Linked DNA regions of Zea mays: region 2 is linked to region 1. Evidence: chromatin contacts called from public Hi-C data. All regions are on one chromosome and are shown on one strand. The core of a region is the stretch at or near the end of the contact, and the rest is flanking DNA. Distances in the headings are between cores, read along the strand shown.

Region 1 (7,123 bases), core at 2,450-4,949:
CTACGATTTACAGAGACAAAATATTATAGAAGCAATATAATGCGGTATAGATTAAAACCCAACAAACAGTCTTGCATTATATAATCCCGTATTCCCGTACGTGCTTTGCTTTGTTGATCAGATAGAAGACGACGGCCCAGCATGCATCGGCTGATGATAGAGAGATCGATACTCCAGGATAAAAAGACGTACGAGAGATATGGATTTCGCTGCTCTGCTAGATAGATAGATATATCGATAGATATAGCATCTCTCGCGCCTTTGTTGTTGATGAGCAAAAAAAAAAGCTCTCCGGCCGGGGATAGCTAGCTAGCTAGGCCTAGGCGCCTGCCTACCTACCTTTGCGTATCTCCCCCATCCCTTTTTGCGTCCAGCTACTATAGCTAGGAAAAGATATTTCGTTGGGTTGGACGCGAAAAAAGTGGTCAATCATGCACAAAAGTAGAAGCAGAATACATACTATATAGATCTCGCTAGCTACTATACTACTAGCAAGGATTGGCAGCCTCATGTCGTGCGTGTCCAGGAAATGCACGGTCCAATATAATCGGCTCTTGTTTTCGGTCTCTCGCACCCCTAGGCGGCCAGACCAGGCACCACACACCGATCGATCGAGTTTGTGACGACTGATGAGCTGCATGTGTGTACAAAGTAGTAGCAGTAGTACTCCTACTGTGTTCTGTGTAGGCAACAAGGAAAATTCGAAATGTGCAGCTTCCATGTAAACAAGGATGTGGCTTTGCGAATAGCACCGATGGTCAGCATGCATTTAGCAGCGGACAACATGTAAAGAACTACTGCATCCGTTCTCAAATATTTTTCGCCCACGACAAATAAAGAAAGAATAGAGAGAATACTAATTAACAGCTAGCAGTCTGTTTCTACACTACATTTGGATCATCGATTAATTATTAGGTATTGCAAGAAACACTATACTGTCTACATTTTCTTTTTCTCTGCCAGTTCAGTCATCATCGTCACCGTTTTCCCTCGTTCTGCTTCTGCATGCAGTCTGTGTCTCACTCACTATCTACTACAGTTGTACTAGTACAGCTGCAGCATCTCGATCACTTGATCAACAGTAGTGCGCCGAATCCCAACTTAATTTGCACATACATATGCGTAGCTACAACCTTAAACACCGTGCTATAGAGTACTACTACTATGTAGTAAGTACACTCGGTACTCACATGGTAGACGATCACATCATCATCGCTACGTACGCCGGCCGTATGTGAAACAGCAACATGCATGCATGCATGTGTATGTGCATCGTCCGCTCCGGACGACAAACAACAATCACACAAGAACAGTCACTAAAACAGCAGTTTGTTGCTGCCAGTATTCGACGACGATCCACCCGGATTTACATACCCAGCCGGAGAAATAACGTTACTGAATCCAAGAAAGCCGGCAGGATTATTATTATTGCCGCCGCCGCCGTAATAGTTGTACTGCGGCGACCTGCTCGCCGCGCTGCTCCTGCTGGTGGTGGCGCTCGCGCTGCTGTTGGCGTTGGTCGCCGTCGTCGTGCCTAGGGTTTCCAGCGCCTGGACCTGGGACTTGAGGAACTTGAGGTAGCTGGCCGCCTCGTCGAGCATGGACGCCGTGTCCATCTTGCTGCCCCCCGGGACCAGCTTCTGCAGCACGCGCAGGCGCTCGCTCACGCGCTCGCGCCGCAGCCGCGCCGCCACCGTCTGCGGGTCGCTCGAGATGCGCACGTTCTTCCGCCGGGGCCTCTCCGCGCCCGCCCCCGCCGCGCCGACGGCCTCGGGCCCGAGGTTCACGGGCCGCATGGCCGCCGCGCGGTAGATCATCTCCTTCACCTGCGCCATCGCCTCCATGTCCGGCTCGTACCCGGCCGCGGCCGCGCCGCAGCTGGGGACGTGGCCGCCGCCGAAGCTGATGCTCGTCGCTGCACGCCGCTTCGCGCCGCCGCCGCCGCCGGGCAGCGGGAACGCCGGTGGCGGTGCTGCGGTTGTCGTTGTCGTTGTCGCCGGGTACTCATCGGTCACCTTCCTTTTGGCGTGGTGCGCCGCCTGCTGGGCCTGGGAGTTGGACGACGCGTGGTGGGTAAACGTCAACGGCGGCGGCGGCGCCGTGGTCGGTGACACCACCTCGGCGTCATGGCCGCCGCCGCCGCCGCTGTAGTTGTTTGACTCCCCTGAGGATATGTTGCCGCCGGTGGTGCCGCTATCGTAGCTGGAGAGCAAGGCGCCGTTCGACGCGGCCCCGCCGTCGCCGACGACGCCGACGCCGAGCTCCCTGGTGAACGCGAGCGCCGCGTCGAGAAGGCCCGCGTCGAAGACGTCCCCCGTCCCCGCGCTCAAGAACGCGAGCGGGTCACCGTCCATACCGGCGCCGCCTTGGACGGCACCCGCATTCGAGCTCACCAGCTGGCACGCCCCGGCGTCGACGCCACCGGCGGCAGTAGTAAGGGCCCCGTCGCACTGGAGCTGGCCAAAGCACGCCCCGAGGAAGGCCTCGTCCACCATGTCGAGCCGACCGCATCCAGCAGCCTGGCGCGACAAGTACTCGTCAACATGGTGGCCGGCGCCGGCCCAGCAGCCAAAGGTAGCGTCCATCGCCGCCGCGCGCCGCCGCCGCCGATGCAACAAGGAAGGAACCAGCAGGAACGGAAGCTGAACCGCCGAAACGACTGGCGCAGGGATTCTGGGAGGACGCACGTACGCTGCACGAAAGAGGAAGCTTTTGGAGCTTTAGACGAATCCTTGGCCATACGTAGGAAATCAACACTAGCGGCATCCATCTACGTCGGAGAGGGAATCCAAATCGGGCTGTGGAATGAACGTCAGGAAACAGTCACACACGGCCATGGCATTGATGGACGGACAAGGACGCGGGGGAAGGAGATGTGTCGAACCGCATAACTACAACTGTATACATGCCTTCTTTTTTTTCTTCCTCCACACCAAACAATGAGACTGGAGTAAATACATATATATGCTTAATGTGAGCTAGAGGCCCTCTTCTTAATTTTATGATAAGCAAATGTTTTTTTTATACTGTTCAAGTAGTTAAATTCTTCCAGCCGGCCGGGCGGACCGGACGGGATGATTGGATTCGGATGCATGAAATCACGTACGTGTGCTAATTATGGAGCAGGATCTGTTGTGTGCTCATACCTTCCCTATCAATCACACGATGATTGATGGCTAACGATGGGACAACAACAACCCGCCTCTCGGCCGCTTAATTCGCTTCGCTTCGCCGTCGGCCGGAGCGCGCGCGCCGCCCCTGCAAAGCGCTGAGCCGCCGACGGCCGGCCGGTGGAGATGAGCTCTCGCCCGCCCTGTGTCCAACGACGACATTGGGCATGAGTTAGTATGCTGGAATAATACTACTAGTCTAGCTAGCACGCCACCACCACAGAGACTGCAGATCGAGGCGTGTGCAGTAGGCATAGTACCTGCAGCTAGCAGCAGTGTCTTCGCTCAGCTGATGAGCTATACGATTGCGGCCTGATGACTGATTGACCAATCAATCAGAGCAATCGGTTCCGGCCGGCGTGGCCTGCAGGCTTGGCGGAAGCGCTAGCTAGCCTTCGCTGGTTCGAGTTGGCTTATGCGAGAGCGGACAGCGGGAGGAGGAAGAGGAGAAGAAGCGGGGGTGGAGACGACACACACAGCGCACCGATCATATGCGTGTGTGGGATATGGTCCTCCTGTTGATGGCCGCATCCGCATATGGGGACGGGGTTCTTTTATAGATGCACATAGCTATGCCTGTTTCGGCATTTCCCTGCCTACTTATTAACTGCCTCTCTGTTTCTTTTTTTTTTGCAAAATAAAAAAAAATAAAAAAAGAGATAGAATAGATCTTCCTTTGGGAAAAAGATGGTGCGGCACTGTGTTCAGTTGGGGAAGATGACGCCGAGTGGGCGGCACATGAACATGCGTCCGTCTACAGCTGACGCGCTCTCATAAATACTTGCCCAAAATCTATACTAGTCCTTTTTGTATCTATCTATCTATCTATCTAGCTAGTAGCTAGCTGCTAAGCGATATATACGCGCGCCACTGTTACGTGCTACACGTGTCCAGAGCTAGCTATAGATTCTGTTAACACAAAGAATGTTCAAAATTCTTTTGTTTCTCTAAAGCCTAAACTAGAACAGCTAGCCTGCTCATCGTCCATGTCACATGAATGAAGAACTATATAGATCGGCAATGATAAGTACTATTATATTTTACGAAAAAAAAAGATCTTGACAGAGTAGTAGTATGTATCAGCAGCTAGCGTGTATGCACTCCGAAGTTCGCGAGTACAGAATACAAAGGGGCACGAGATTTTTCACGGGAAAAAGGTTTCCACAGCTTTCTCTGGCTGCGATCTGTGGGGGGCTCTGCGAGCAGCTTTGTTCGCCTTTGGCACCGCAGCGGGCAGAAGAGGGGGCGTAAAGATTAATTGACGGCTGCAGTAACTTTCTGGTCGCCCTAGCTCCTCTGTAGTTTTTTTTCCTTCTTCCTTTTTTTGCCCATTTTCTGAGAGGAACAAGGCCACGAGCAGAGGCGACGGCGAGCAGCAGGTATCCTGTGCTCGCTTCACGATTTCACATGCATGCTTGCATTTGGTGCTGCTCGTGCCCCTGCCTCCCTCTTGCGCTGATGCATCGCATGGATGGAAGTTTGTAGCTTCGTAATTCTGGACGTGCAAGCATGCATGATCCCCTCCCCTTGCTGCGGCCCAGGCAACCCAGCGTGTAGTTACTGTCTCTGAAACAGTTTTTTTTAAGTATTGGAATAGGCTTATTTTGAAAAAAATCTAGCTTTTCTCTCTTCTAATAAAATATAAAACAATATGTTTTAAGCTAGGTCGTATCGGATCGGAGCTGGCCTAATGACATGTTCACTGCACGTCTGCGTCTCTGCGCCGGTGTACGTACCCGGCAGAAGAGGCAGCAACAAAGCAACACAGTTTCACTGAAAATAATGGACGACTGCATCAACAGTCGGCGTGAAAACTTTTTTCTTCAGAGTACTGGTCAGATCCGAGTGCAGAGCCGCAAGAGGACAAGGAAGAGCTACAGCAGGCTGCTGCTGCTGATGATGAAGTGGACGCTAATTGAATTTCCTTAACAGCGCGATTCTTCATGGTTTAATGCTGCACATATACTGCATTAGTCTGTTCCCCGCACCGCACCGCACCGCTGGTTCAAATAAGATAGGAGGCCATAGGGGTGGATATCGAGCCAGCTCGGCTCGGCTCGACCGAGCTCGAACCGAGCTCGAGCTGGCTCGTTAAGGAAACGAGCTGGCTCGGCTCGGCTCGTTAAGCAACCGAGCCAGAGAACCAGCTCGGCTCGGCTCGTTTGCGAGCTCGAGCTGGCTCGTTTAGCTCGCGAGCCAGAACAAAAAATATTATACATGTATATATACAACAATATAATCAATTGCTAGTTAATTTCATACTAATTTAACACTAGAAAAGACTAACAATACTCATAATTTTATATATCACATCATTTAAACCCTAAACTAACATAGTTCATCACTTATTAATTCATCCAATACAAGTATAGGCTTTGTTTTACAGATAAATTCTAGCTCATTCGAGCTAACGAGCTGGCTCGAGCTCGTGTCGAGCTGGCTCGTTAACGAACCGAGCTGAGATGCTAGCTCAGCTCGTGATAAAAGTGAAACGAGCCGAGTCGAGCCGAGCCGAGCTGGCCACGAGTCGAGCGAGCTCACGAGCCACGAGTATTTTGCCCAGCCCTAGGAGGCCACGCCAGACCTGCGTGTGCTTGATAGGATGATGGGCCGGGACATCAGGAACACATCGATGATAATAATAGGAAACCCGATTTTTACAAGGCTATAGCTAGACTTTATTAGTAATTACAGAAATTGTTTACACAAGGGGTGCCATGCCACAGCCTTATCATGATTAAATGACGCATGTTTTTTGGGTTTTTTTTATCAAGGAAACATTTTTATTAATAACCAATGGACAATAATATACATCAACACTATCGTAGAAAGGGCCATATGTACCGGTTGGCGCGAGAATACAGTACCGAATTTTCAACCGGTACTCTACATCCAAGACCAAAGACCCGCAGTTTTAGTACCAAACCAGTTACACATACCGACACGGCGACACTAAACATGACAATTTAGTACCGGTTTCTGGTTAGAACCGTTACTAAAAGTCCAATCTTTTGTACCATCAGTTCTTTGCTAGAACCGGTAATAAAGATTTAAATTTAGTACCAGTTATTGACAAGAATCAGTACTAAAGTTAGACTTATAGTAAGGGTTATATAAAAGAAGAACTTGTACTAAAGAAGAGACCTTGCTTTAATAACGGTTTTAAACAAGAACCGGTAATAAAGACGAGTTGTTAGAGCATCTCCAAAAGCTCCCCAGAAGTCTCCCCTAAATCTATTTTTTTGGGGAAAACACAAAAACATGTCTCCAACAGTTACCCTAAAGCGCCACCAATTTTTTCATAGCCCTTAAAACTCCCTCATTTGTAGCTACAAATGAGGGGTTTTTTTGGGCTCCCCAGAAACAAACTGATGCTTTAAGGGATCTGTTGGAGAAAGGATTAAAATTTACCCCCACTTATTATTTAGATGTCCCTTAAAACTGATTTTGAGGAGTCGTTTTATGGAGAGCTCTGGGACATGCTCAGTGCCTGTTATTTTGCTCGAACCGGTGCTAGCGTGTCCAGGGACGTTATAGTCTCTTTCTCTCTCCCTGACCTCTTTAAACGATTGATGCATATATAGTCTTGGTTTCAACTTCTGGCCTCTGTTAAACGATTGAATGACGCATGTGACGACGGTGCACCACTGCCGAGCGGCCGGCCGGAGCAGCGTTTGCGAAGAAGAAGGTTTTGTCGTCGTCTAGGCCGGCCGGTGCTGCAGCTAGCCGCGCGCTGATAGACGATGATGATGAGCGGTCAGCACCGGCTCTGTCTCGATCGCAGATCGATCGGCACCTGTTTGCGCGGTGTGTTCTGCTGATCTCTCTTTCCCACCTAATGGAGACACGTTTGGATCACGATCGTGCCACCAGACGCCACTAGTGAGGTTCTTTTATGAGAAACCACCGATGAGCTGAGCTAGCTACCTGTGTGTCTACGTGTGCGATGTCGC
Region 2 (7,123 bases), core at 1,440-3,939, 550 kb before region 1:
GAACTTTATGGAAGTTTCTATCAAATATGTAGATCCAGTCGATCGAACACCACACGTCAAAGTGGCTTATTTATATTGATACGTGAATTTACCTCGTGTATCCTAGAAGTGAGTTAAGGTGAGGTTCCTGATATAATCCTTGCAACAATATGCAATTCGTTTGCTAAATCTCTATATGCATATGCTTCCAGAAGGATATGTTTTGTCATATTGAGACATTTTTGCAAAGATCAGGGGAACACATTTCTAAAGTTAGCCCTTGTAGAAGATTCGATGCAGTCCAGATCCAGAAGATTGAAATTTGTCCTCATGACAGTTGTTGTACTCTTTTTATCCTTGGTGAGTTTCCCTGAAGTTTTCTCACATAAGGTTTCTAATGAGGCAACAAAGTGCAAATGCATTTTGCGTCACCATGTACTCTTTCTCCATATTTTTCCACTAGGTTTCTGAGAGTTTTAACGAGGCATGTGTTGGTCGCGCTATTTGCTCAAGGGAGAGTGTTATGTAACCCTAGTTAGAGTTATGTGGGCAAATACCGACTTTGCCCTTGAGGGGTCTTACGTCTTTATATAAAGAATCTTGTATCCCTCCCATAATATAGAAAACATAAAGAGGCCAGAGACCCAACCCTACATCGTGTCTAATGTGTTTAATCTGTCGTGCTCCTATAAAGGGAAACGAGATCTACAACTTCTCAACACCTAATCTGATGACGGAAGGAAAAAGAGTGGATCTGGTGATCCGTGGTAACATAGTTTTCAATAATCATTATTTAAAAACCGAACTTAAAAAACGAACGAAAAATTTCGGAGCGGGAGAGGCGGCATTTGCGAGATAGGGACGGGTGGGCGGCGGGCCACGGACCGGCGGTGCTTGAAGGATAGTGAGGCGGGAAAGAGATAGTTGTCTATGGCTGAATGGATAAGGTTATGAAAGATGGATGGGCAGATTCATGTCATTATGTGATCCAAACAGGGTTCTATGGAGCGGGTATGGAGAGTGCTCCCCCGTCCGCGGACCCAACAGACCCGACAGGGGAAGATTCATCTTCGTTAAGCTCTCTGTGGGGCTGTGCCTCCATACTCGTCAAAAATTCCTTGCGGGGAGACCCACCCATTGACATTTGTACACGCAAACGATGCAACTTTGAGGAAAGAGCGGTCCTCGCTATCAAATGATGATTTACAAAATCTAGCTGTTGCGACCGCTGAAGCTGTAATTTATAAAGATAAAATGCTACTGGAATAGAAACGTTTCGGATTAAAGCTAACCAAACAGCAAGAGTGGCACACCATACAAGAATATCTTTTTGTCTTTCACGACTTGACTTGCAAGTGGCAAACAGCGGTTGCTCCACTTGATTTGGTGTGTCGCCGCCGTGAGTTCAGCGTGGGCCCCTTGCAGCAACGGCCAACGCCAGCTCATCCAGCCCCACCGGCGAGCAGCCCAGGATGGCACGGCCCAGCGGCTGGGCCTGCACAGCTGGTGCGCAGGGCACCCAGTCCCACCGGGCCACGGCGATGGCGTTCCCCTCCTCCCACAGCTCGTAGAGCACCGCGCCGTTCGCCGGCTCGGCCGCATTGTACACGTACCCGCCCGCGGCGTTGCCGCACACCCCGATCGACAACGTCATGTCGTCCAGTTCCTCTTCGTCGTCGTCGTCATCAGTGTCGTCACGACGAAACAGCCTCTCGGACAGCTCCGGCGGCATCGCATCGCTGGATGCGGAGGGGCTCTGTTCCAGAGTGTCGCCGTCCACCTCCCATGCCTGGACGACGACCGTGCACTCTGCCTCCTTGTCTGCCCGCTTAGCCCCGAACAGAAGGAGGCGGTCCTCGGCGCCGGCGCGGCCGGGCGCGACGCCCCACGTGGTAACGGCGGCGTCGGGGCCGAGACGACGGGTGGGGCCCCACCGCCGGTTCGCCGGGTCGAACCAGCTCGCCCACCCGGTGGTCCTCTCCACGAGGTACACCCGCTGGTCCGTGGCGGCCGTGGAGAGCCACGTCGCGGCGGCTGAGTCCCTGAGCGCGTCCGGCATCGGATCGCAGGCGGTCCACCCGCCATCCTCGTGGACCTCGACCGCGGCGGCGTTGCCGCCCTCGGCCAGCGCCAGCCGGCACGCGCCGCCGAGCGCGACGACGCGGTCGCCCACCGCGGCCAACACCGGGTCGATGCGCCACACGCCGGGGGCATCCAACGCGACGCATCCGGCCGTGCCGAGCGGATCGGCCGCGACGGCGAGCCCCGAGAGCGAGAGCGCGCAGACGCGGTCCCCGCGCGCGCCGCGCAGGAGGCGGACGTGCGACGGCGTGGCGTGGCGCGGCGCCGGCACGGCGAGCCAGGCGCCCGAGCACGGGTCGTACGCCGCGGCGCACCGGAGGCCCCCGCGGCCCTGGAGGTGCACGACGAGCCAGGGCAGCCGCAGCGGGCGGCGGCGCAGCGCGGCGCGCACCGCGCGGAGCCACTCCCGCGAGACCCGCGCCGCGGCGGCGAGGTCGGCCACCGGCACCCGCTCCACCACGGACTCGAGCACGTCGCCGTAGAGGTACATCGCCGCGAGCGACGCGCCGTCGGGCACGCACGTCTCCTGGTGGCACCGGTGCTTCGGATGGTGAGCTCGAGCGCTGACGCCCATTCCTTTCCCCCGCAAGGATTCGCTAGGAGACAGCTCACAAGTGGGCTGTGTTGCTGTGATGATCTGATCTGATGGCCAAGGATAAATAGAGCGGAGTGGGGCCGTGGGGGTGGGAGTGGGCCGGCGGGGGCGCCAGCTTTGGAAAACCACGAGCGGTGCCGGTGCCGCGTGCCGCCGGGGTCAATGAAATGGAAATGGTGATAGTGTAGTACAGAGATAGGGTGGGCAGGGCATGGCGGCAGGGGCAAAGCTGTCGAGATGTGCGAGGGGCCAAATAAGCAGACATCGCTAGTCCGTTCGAACAAAAGCGACGTAAGGCTTATCGTTTTACTACGTATATAGAATTCTCAAATGGAGCGGAGCCTTCGGCACGGTTTGTTTCGGCTTCTGCTAGCTCTGCGGACTGCTAAACGTTCAACTTTTCAGCTAACTTCTATAAAATTCGTTGAGGCAAAAATTATCCAAAATCAACATAAACACATAATCGGTTGAGTCGTTGTAATAGTAGAAATTCATCAATTTCTAAATCCTGGACCCTATGAATAATTTTATCTTACTCCACACGTAATCGTAATGATACTTAGATTCTCCCCACAACCAGATTTTCAGAAAAGCTGGTCAGAAAAAAGCTTAACCAAACAGACCCTTGGATCGTTCGTCCGCAGCGAGCTCTAGAGCATCTCCAACAGAACCCAAAAATTAATCTCCCCGTACAAGAGAATAAGGATCTCCCAATATCTCTTAATTTCATTCTATGGGTACCGTCTCCAAAAGATCCCAAGATTTTCTCAAAATTTAAATCCATAAAGGCTCACAAATGATGTATGTAGCTGCCATCTCAAACCTCTCTATGCTGCCCCCAAACGTTGTGCGGACGTCGTCGTGCATGCACAAGAATCCTGTCGTAAAGATCAACGGTGGATTTCGGAGTGGCGGCCGCGGACAGAAACCAATGCTGACGATGGCTTGTTGACTTGGTGAACACGCGAACTCGCTTGTGGCTTCGACACAGGCTGGCGCCAAATGCTGAAACAGACGCAGGAACAACGTACGAGGCTCTATAGGGAGCTCGGGCGACGGCGAAGTTTTGCGCCATATACATGGATTTATTCGCCTGCGGTGGTTTAGGGATGCTTGAAAGGGTACTGTTGGGATCATTTTTTTTCTTTTTATCCTAAAATAAGGATCAGGATGGGTTTTTGGGCTCTCTTAGAGATGCTCTTAGACCGGAAATTATAAAACTAATAGTTAGCCAATAAAAATTAGTTGTTAGGTTTTAAACATCGTCAGCTAATACCGTAATTAATTATTAGCTACTTCATAGCTAACAATTAATTTATTAGTTGACTCAACTTAACTAATAATTTATTAAAGCATCTCAAGAAGTCCCTAAACCAATCACAAAACTGTTTTTAGCGAGAGAAAAAAAAAATCACATTTTAAGCTCTCCGACAGCTCCTTCTTCTTCTCCCCCATATTATCCCTGCCCCGTATCCGCTAGCTGCCGTCTCGCAAATTTGAGCGTCGCCACTCGCCAATCCCACCCTAATCGCCTCAGCACGCGTGCAGTTATTGGCTTCTCGCCTAATGCACCAGCTCACGGACGCGAGGAACCGCCCCAATTAGTGTTCGTTGTAGGCCACGCTAGGTTTTTCAAAAAATATTTCTTTTTAAGTTTTTTAACAACAACCCTAATAAAGCATTTTGGGGAATAAATTTGTAGTGTTCTTTTAGGTAGTATTTGGTTCCGGAGCCACTTGGATAGAACGGCTTTGTCCCTAGAGGAACGGGTCCGTCCGAGAGATTATAAGGAGCCAAATGGTTCAACGTTTGAGCATAATTTTTCATTTTTAAAACCACTCCATCCTATATGAAACCAATCTAAACAACAACAAAATGAGAACAGAGCGGCTCCATTCCACCATACTCGAGAACCAAACGCTACCTTAGAGTTGCTCTTAGATGACTAATTATGAGCTCTATGGGTCCCAAACATAGCCTTAAAAACGTTCATCGCTTAGGATCTAGGTTTTGATTGATAATTTATATAGTAGTATAGTATGAATAATATTAGAGATAATGAACTGCATCGTCGAACTCCTAGTGACGATGGCTATGAGGGAGATCAAGAGGGACAATGTCATAGTTACTGAGGCCTATAATAAAAAGGTGAATATAAAAGGAGCACGGGCAGCAACAACTAGAGGTGTGCACGCGCAGTGACACCCCCTTGATGTGCGTGTAACGACGAGGCCCTCCTACCTCCAACTATTCTTTGAGCTCCTACGAGCCGGACGCTGCTGCGACAGCGTGGATCGTCCGACGAGGACCTCCTTCAATCCGGCGGCTTTGGGGCATCCTCCTCCGACGACCTCATCTGATCCATGTGTTATGCATTCCATGATATTTTTATGCTGGCCACTGCAATTTTTATTCATTCCATTTGAGGATTTTATGATGATTAATATATCGTCTCTCTCGTGGCTTTGATATTTCTACGAGAATAACATTTACGCTATATCTGCCATTATTTTACGCGCAAACTTAATAATTTTTATGATCATAAATACAACACATCTGAGTTATCAGCATCTCTGACTTTGGCTCTATTTTTACGATCAAAACTGAGGATATTTACGCTAAAAATTAAAGGATTTTACGTAAATCTGGGGTGCGCCACCAATATCTCGTATGCATATTTTTCGCGTGCACAGTGAAAAAGGAAACCTTTTAATTTATGGTATATGTAACTACCATAAAAATCAAATCCCATAATCAACTCCTCTAATCAAATCCTTTATTTATGGTGGCTGCATGGACATGTTGGGATTGAATCAACGTTTACGCTGTAGATAACACTATTTTATACTTAAACTGTAGGACTTTTACGATCATAAATACAACGTATCAGAGTTGTCAACGTCTCTCACGTTGGTTCGGTATTTTGGCCAAAATCGAGGAGTTTTACGCTAAATACTAAAGCATTTTACGCTCGAACTGGAGTGCCTCCACTGGTGTACCACATGCATATTTTTCGTGAGCACGGTGAAAAAAGAAGTCACTTGATTTATGGTGTCCGTGACTACCATAAAAATAAATTCTCTGATCAACTCAACTAACTAAATCCCATAATCAACTCTCTTAATCAAATCTCTTGATTTATGGTGGCTGCATGGATGCGAGGGTTGTTGGGAGTGAGTCAACATATACACTATATATGACATTATTTACACTCAAACGTGAGAATTTTTACGCTTAAATCTGGGTTGCGCTCACACAGTATCCTGCGTGCAAATTTTTTGCATGCAAAATAATTTTTGGATCTGTCATAATTTTTAGATCTACCATAATTTTTGGATCTGAAACCGCACCTGCCATAAAAATCGAAAACAACATGTACATCTGATGGGTGATGATTGTATCTTCCATAAAAACAGGACCATGCATGCGAGGTGACGTAAACAGGATTTTATGTTATGTCTGATAATATTTTACACTTAAAACTTTGTATCTTGTATATAACTGCCCACGTGATCTGAACGTGGGATACGAAATGGTAGGGTCGTACGACCGTGGGTCCTAGGGAGAGTGAGGACCAGAGCTTCCTATAACTATTTGAAATCCTGAGCTCCAAATAACCACTCTCTCTATATATCACACATGTGGCTCAGAAAGTCACAATTATTAATTGATGGAAACACGATCGATCGCGTTAGATAAACAACAAGAAGTTTGTGATGGATAGGTGGTATAGGTACTACGACGACGAGGACAATCAGATCTTTTGGGTGCGCAATAGATGTTTGAAGAAGACCTAGGCAGAGAGAAACGGTAGGCCCGCGCAGGCGGACCCACAAATATAATCCTGACGATAGTTAATAGTTCTGGTGAGGTATCAGATCGACGAGTCAAGTTTTCCTAACGCTGCTCCGTGTCTCAATTATTTTTATTTGGTACCGCCCGCCACGGTGCGTGTCGGCATCAGGCAGGCAAGAGCGTCCACCTGTTTTCTAGAAGGATCCCACGAACGGACGACGTGTCGCCATCAGATTTTTTTTCCTAGTGGCGCACGCCTTTCTTGTTTCTCCTTTTCTTCTTCTCTCATTGTGCGAATCTACGACGCTACAGTTTGCTACAATACTAATCTGATGTCCAGAATTCAGATGAGTGACTGTACTTATCTGATCCTAGCCTGCTCGGCTGTGCTATTCAAGCAGCTGTTTCTTTTCTTCATGGATGGACAGTAGATAGAGTCATAGAGGCAGGCTTGCTGCTCCAGGAAGTTCTGCGAGGCGGCCATATGTTTCTCGTGCGCGCCGTGGGCGACTCCGTCCCGTCGTCTATGGGGATGCTGGCCTGCAGCGCGGGTGGTTGCAGGCTTAGCCGCCACAGGTAATCTTGTTAATGACTCATCTCGAGCAAAGTCACCAGTCATCAGTCGCTGCTGGCCGGTGAATGGTTGGTCTGGCCATTTCATATGTGAAAACC

What was found. A called contact is a pair of places that touch in the nucleus more often than the background predicts.
Region 2: a Hi-C map of leaf shows a contact between it and region 1, with 2.6 times the contacts expected there. The contact joins the promoter of LOC100275866 here to the promoter of LOC103651274 in region 1. A contact is called at or near these places in 3 of 25 Hi-C or Micro-C datasets (bundle sheath and leaf).

The regions. Positions count from the first base shown.
Region 1 is chr3:209,799,971-209,807,093 of Zm-B73-REFERENCE-NAM-5.0, reverse strand. It overlaps LOC103651274 (transcription factor LATE FLOWERING), which reads right to left and starts at 3,699. Exons shown (of 3, transcript XM_008676899.4): 1 at 3,431-3,699; 2 at 3,147-3,313; 3 at 1,086-2,709. The coding sequence starts at 2,585. The coding sequence ends at 1,317.
Region 2 is chr3:210,348,573-210,355,695 of Zm-B73-REFERENCE-NAM-5.0, reverse strand. It overlaps LOC100275866 (F-box/kelch-repeat protein), which reads right to left and starts at 2,689. Exons shown (of 1, transcript NM_001149835.2): 1 at 1,201-2,689. The coding sequence starts at 2,635. The coding sequence ends at 1,385.